Linked DNA regions of Sus scrofa: region 2 is linked to region 1. A link is a contact called in public Hi-C data. All regions are on one chromosome and are shown on one strand. Each heading gives the region's core, a stretch centred on a gene start, on an enhancer-like site or on the middle of the called end of the contact. The rest is flanking DNA. Distances are from core to core; before and after follow the strand shown.

Region 1 (2,700 bases), core at 110-2,609:
AATTTCTAAATGAAGTCAAGTCATCAGTTTTCTGCTTAGTTACTAAGCCACCGCCTCACCTTTCCTGAAAATGACACCTGGGAGATAAGCACCAAAGAGTCTGCTCGGGGAGCACTGTGCCTTTGCGGAGCCGCAGAACCACACTGCCACCCAGTGTTCATCATGGGTAAGAGCGACTCTGCTGTGGACACGAGGCTTAATAATACCCTGGGCTGTCAACAGTTGCATGTGAAGAAAAAGAAATCGCATTTTCAAAATTCCAATGGATTTATGCAAGCCTTGAGCAAAACCTCAAGTGGGTGTGAGATGTACAGTTATCTTTAAAATGCCTTTCAGCTCAAATTGATATGAGTGTGATAATCTGGCTCCTGCGAGACGCCATTTATTAGTCAGCGGTTCCTCCTCAGCCTGCATGATCTTTGGGGCATTTAGGGTGACCAATCGTCCTGATTTTCCCCGACTGAGGGATTCGTGAGGTAGAGGACCTCAGTGTTAAACCTGGGAAAGTCCCGGGCCAACTACACAGATAGTTGGTCCCCGTGGTTTCCGTAAGGACAGCTCAGGTCTGTGCCCGGTCCTCATGCAGCAGGCAGATGGGGAGGTGAGGCACAGGGCAACTGGTCCCAGCTGGGACCAGGTCAGCCCACCTGAGCAGAGGGTATAAGAGAGGATGGCTGGGCTCTGGAGCCAGAGTTTTCTAGGGGCTGTGGAAAACGTAGCAGGATTTGTCTGTGAAAAATTAGGGACCACAAAACTGTGCCTTCCCGGCTGTGCAGATGCTGCAGTCACATCTCGTCCTTCTGAAAAGTGTGACATGGAGATGGACTCAGGAGAGAAGTCAGGACATAACAAATCCTCAGGGTCACTCACTTGACCCCCAAAGCAGGCTCACTGCTCACAGGCCACACAGAGAAAATCAGCTTCTGAGGACAAAGGAGCTTTTGGAGGAGTGCTTGCAAAAGGCTGCCTCCGGGTCTTCTGCCACCACGGCAAATGCGCCGCTGTGAACATGACCGCAATAGCTATGTTTATTTCTTCTGCTATAAAACCTCTGAGTAAATCATCTCTTATTTTATGTCTTTTCTGTGTCTCAACTACACTGAAACATCTGGATAATAAAAAGGAAAAATCAAAATATGACTTTTAAGTCCCGTTGTGTTCACCTTAAAGAATTCGGTACAATAAGTGGATAACAAAAGAGTCCTCCAACGGTGGTTTGAAATGCGTTTTACCCGTCAATTTACATGAATAAAAAGCTGTGCAAGTCACTTCGGAGCCTGCCCCTGGTTAAGAGTGAGGGATGTGAATCTGCCCTACAGTGACTGTGTCATAATAATAATGATGCATCATCAACGATGAGTCACCAAGCGATTCACTTGTGCTCTCATGAGAAAGGATGTGAGGCCGTGCCAGTGAGGCTGGCTCTAGAGCAGCAGCAAAGGAGTGACCCCGGGCCAGCTCATAATATCTGCTGACAAAAAGGGAAGTGACATGGGTGCCGGCAAATGTCCTTTCTTCAGAGCCTGGATCAGGCGGCTGGGGCTATAGCGACATCACGGCATAAATGCAAACCCAGCCGAATACCTGCTTATGTGCTGTGAACTGTATTTAACCACAGTCCAGCAGCCGTGGGGTTACACCGGAGGGCAATACCAGTCTGCTGGCTGTGCACACTTTGGAAACCGTCTGCCTCAAGAATGATATTTGAGAAGCCCAGCATTTGATTCCAAGGCAGTGGGAAGGTGCTGGTACATCCAGGTACCACAGCCTCCCTCCTCCCTCCTTAAGGGCTGGCTCTGGGGCACAGCCGCTGTCTAATCTAATCACAGCCACTTCCCAGTCACTGTAAAAGCACCCATGTGCGAGTTCCCTTCATGGCTCAGCGGTTAATGAACCCGACTAGCATCCATGAGGACGCAGGTTCAATCCCTGGCCTCGCTCAGTGGGTTACGGATCCAGCGCTGCCATAAGCTGTGATGTAGGTCGCAGATGCAGCTCGGAACTGGTGTTGCTGTGGCTGTGGTGTAGGCTGGCAGCTGCAGATCTGATTCGACCCCTAGCCTTGGAACCTCCATATGCTGTGGGTGCGGCCCTAAAAAGGCAAAAAAAAAAAGGGAAAAAAAGGCATCCATGGGCCCTGTGGGTGCCCCCCCCCCATCCCCTCCCTGAGATCAGGGCATTCTTGACAAAGATGCAGTCCAGGTGACTTGCTTCTGCTCTTTTCTCTCACACATGTGGAATCACTTTTCAAAGAATCTGAAACTTCTGAACCTTCACCTTGTGTCCCCACTGCTAGCAGAGCACGCAGCTGGCTAAGACGCCGACTGGGGAAGGCTGTCCGGGGAGTGGAAAGAACATTCAGCCCAGAGGATCCAGGGCATCGGGCCAGGCATGTGGCCGGGGATCCAAACCCCACGAGGGGTCAGTTCTACTCGGCTCGGAGACACTGGGGCGGCCTGGGTGGTTATCCTGGGAAGCTGGGACATGTTCCCTCCGCCAAAATAACCAGGTCAGAGTGGGAGGACCTAGGCAGGGACTGGGGGGGTGGGGGGTGTAAGGTCTGTGCCTCCTCCTGTTTCCCCTCTCCCTCCACCCCCCACTTTGTCTCTCCTTCTCTCCCTCTGTGTGTCTCCAACTGCGCCCCACATTTGCTCGCGGAGAGGAAGAAAAGCAGCGAGGCGGTGACCAGGGCGTGTGGAC
Region 2 (2,788 bases), core at 148-2,647, 300 kb before region 1:
CCGGATCCTTAACCCACTGAGCGGGGCCAGGAATCGAAACCATGTCCTCATGGATACTTGTCAGGTTCGTTACTGCTGAGTCACAATGGGGACTCCCAACATTTTTCTGTTTTGACATTTGACTCGTGAAGGGTGGCTTTACGTCTGCCAGGCAGAAAAGAGATGAAGAGAACTCTTTGAGCAGTGCCTTAATTTTCCTGAAATGCAAATATGGAGCTGCCGACTAAACACACTCTGCTCCCAATGGTATTGTGGAAATAAAAATGAATTAGTTGATCTTTGGAGAAAGATTCCCTAACATCTAGAACCAAGACAAATCATGTTTACTCTATTCACCTTCTGAAAACAGGTTATTGTACAACAGATGCTATAGTTAAGTAATCAAAATTTATTCCATCTGTGGACAAATATTTGTGGAGCGCCTATTATTCTATTGAGGTGCTCAAGGCACCAGGAATACAGCAGCTGATGAGACGACTGTATTTCTGATCCAGTGGCATTTACACTCCAGTGGTACTGGGATAATAGGCAGTGAAATACTAATAAAAGCAAACGTAAAAGGAAAATCAATCAGAGTAAGGGTGGGCAGGAGAGTGGTGGTGATGGAGACTATGTTTATAGGGAAATGGGAAAGACCTTTCCAAGTGCGTGATTTTTGAGCAGAAAGCTGAATCAAGGATCAAACCTGAGCCACAGCAGTGACAATGCTGGATACTTAACTGCTAGGCCACCAGGAAACTCAGAGGAAGATCATGTTTTGACATCTGTTTTGGAAGGGAGGCTCTAGCTGTAATTTCTTTGTAGTGATTTTTTTCGTTTTAAGGCTGTACCTGTGGCATATGGAAGTTCCCAAGCTAGGGGTCGAATTGGAGCTGCCGCTGCCAACCTACACCACAGCCACAGCAATACCAGATCCAAGCCTCATCTGTGACCTACACCCCAACTTTTGGCAATGCTGGATCCTTTAACTCACTGAGTGAAGTCAGGGATTGAGCCTGCATCCTCATGAACACTATGTTGGGTTCTTAACTTGCTGAGCCCAAACAGGAATTCTGTTTTTTTTTTTAATCGTGGTAAGATGTACCATCTTAACCAGTTTAAAATGTACAGTTCAGCAGTGTTCGGAATATATTCAAACTGTTGTGCAATCTGTCTGCAGAGCTTTTCCATCTTGCAAAAAGGAAATTCTGTGTCTATTAAATAACAGCTCCCTGTTCCCCCCCCCCCGCTCTGTTCCCCCAACCACAATTCTACTTCCTACTCTATGAATCTGACCACTTGTTAAATAGGAGGCGTACAAGAGTCATCTTTTTTTGCAACTGGCTTATTCTTCTCAGCATAATGTCCTCTAGTTTCATGCAAGTCAGGACTTCTCTTTTTAAGGCTGAGTGACATTCTATTCTATGGATATGCCACATATTGCTTACCTCTTCATACGCTGATGGACATGTGGGACTTTTTGGCTATTGTGAATAATGCTGCAATGAACATGAGTGTACAAAGATCTCGTCAATATCCTGCTTTTGATTCCTTTGGCTATATATGCAGAAGTGGGATTGTTGTGTCATATATGGTAGTTCTCTCTCTGTCTGTCTGTCTGTCTCTCTCTCTCTCTTTTTTTTTTTTTTTTTTTGCTTTTTAGGGTTGCACCTGCAGCAATGGAAGTTCCCAGTCTAGGGGTCAGATCGGAGTTGCAGCTGTTGGCCCACGCCATAGCCATAGCAATACTAGATCTGAGCCACGTCTGCAACCTACACCACAGCTCAGGGCAATGCCGGATCCTTAACCCACTGAATGAGGCCAGAGATGGAACCCGCATCCTCATGGATACTAGTCAGATTTTTTACCACTGAGCCACAGTGGGAACTCTGGTAGTTCTCTTTTTAATTTTTTGAAAAATGCCATATTATTTTTCAAAGTCTCTGCATCATTTGACATTCTCACCAATAGTGTACAATCCCTAAAAATGCTTGCCAATCCTTGTGATTTTGTTTTTTGTTTTGTTTTGTTAATAGTGGCTATCCTAATGGGTGTGAAGGGATGTTTCATCAAGGTTTTATTTTTTATTTTTATTTTTTATTTATTTTTATTTTTTTGTCTTTTTAGCTATTTCTTGGCCCCTCCCGCAGCATATGGAGGTTCCCAGGCTAGGGGTCGAATCAGAGCTGTAGCCACCGGCCTACGCCAGAGCCACAGCAACGCGGGATCCGAGCCGCGTCTGCAACCTACACCACAGCTCACGGCAACGCCGGATCGTTAACCCACTGAGCAAGGGCAGGGACCGAACCCGCAACCTCATGGTTCCTAGTCGGATTCGTTAACCACTGCGCCACGACGGGAACTCCAAGGTTTTATTTTTTAAATATTTATTTTTTTTTTAATTTTTTTTTTTTTTTTTTTTTTTTTTTTTTGCTTTTTAGGGCTTCATCTGCGGCATGTGGAGGTTCCCAGGCTAGGGGTCAAATCGGATCTGTAGCTGCCGGCCTACACCTCAGCCTAGCAACGCAAGATATGAGACTTTTCTGTGACCTACACAGATCACGGCAATGCCGGAGCCTTAACCCCCTGAGCGAGGCCAGGGTTCAAACCCCCAACCTCACGGTTCCTAGTCGGATTCGTTTCTGCTGCATCAGGATGGGAACTCCTCATCGAGGTTTGGATTTGTGTTTCCCTAATGGTTAGTGACCTTGAGCGTCTTTTCATGTGCTTGCTGGTCATTTGTACGTCTTTGGAGGAATGAGCAGTGAATGCTTCTCTGACCTGCCAGGACGTTGTCTCACACCAAGGC

Evidence for each region. Hi-C and Micro-C count contacts between places; a contact is called where the count stands out from the background.
Region 2: a Hi-C map of retroperitoneal adipose tissue shows a contact between it and region 1, with 2.2 times the contacts expected there. The contact joins two enhancer-like sites. A contact is called at or near these places in 2 of 5 promoter capture datasets (fetal skeletal muscle and liver), 23 of 47 Hi-C or Micro-C datasets (alveolar macrophages, brain, embryonic fibroblasts and 14 more) and 1 of 2 datasets of contacts at active chromatin or transcription factors (alveolar macrophages).

What each region holds. Positions count from the first base shown.
Region 1 is chr7:49,307,395-49,310,094 of Sscrofa11.1, reverse strand. The region is part of intron 2 of ARNT2 (aryl hydrocarbon receptor nuclear translocator 2); the gene reads right to left. Among named protein-coding and RNA genes, the nearest start is that of ARNT2, 50 kb to the right of the region's middle. Within about 2 kb of position 1,359, at least 19 of the 83 cell types and tissues checked have an H3K27ac peak or open chromatin away from gene starts, as enhancers often do. A contact at or near this core is called in alveolar macrophages and retroperitoneal adipose tissue, where this site is marked.
Region 2 is chr7:49,609,785-49,612,572 of Sscrofa11.1, reverse strand. No RefSeq gene overlaps it. Among named protein-coding and RNA genes, the nearest start is that of CEMIP, 11 kb to the left of the region's middle. Within about 2 kb of position 1,397, at least 3 of the 83 cell types and tissues checked have an H3K27ac peak or open chromatin away from gene starts, as enhancers often do. A contact at or near this core is called in alveolar macrophages and retroperitoneal adipose tissue, where this site is marked.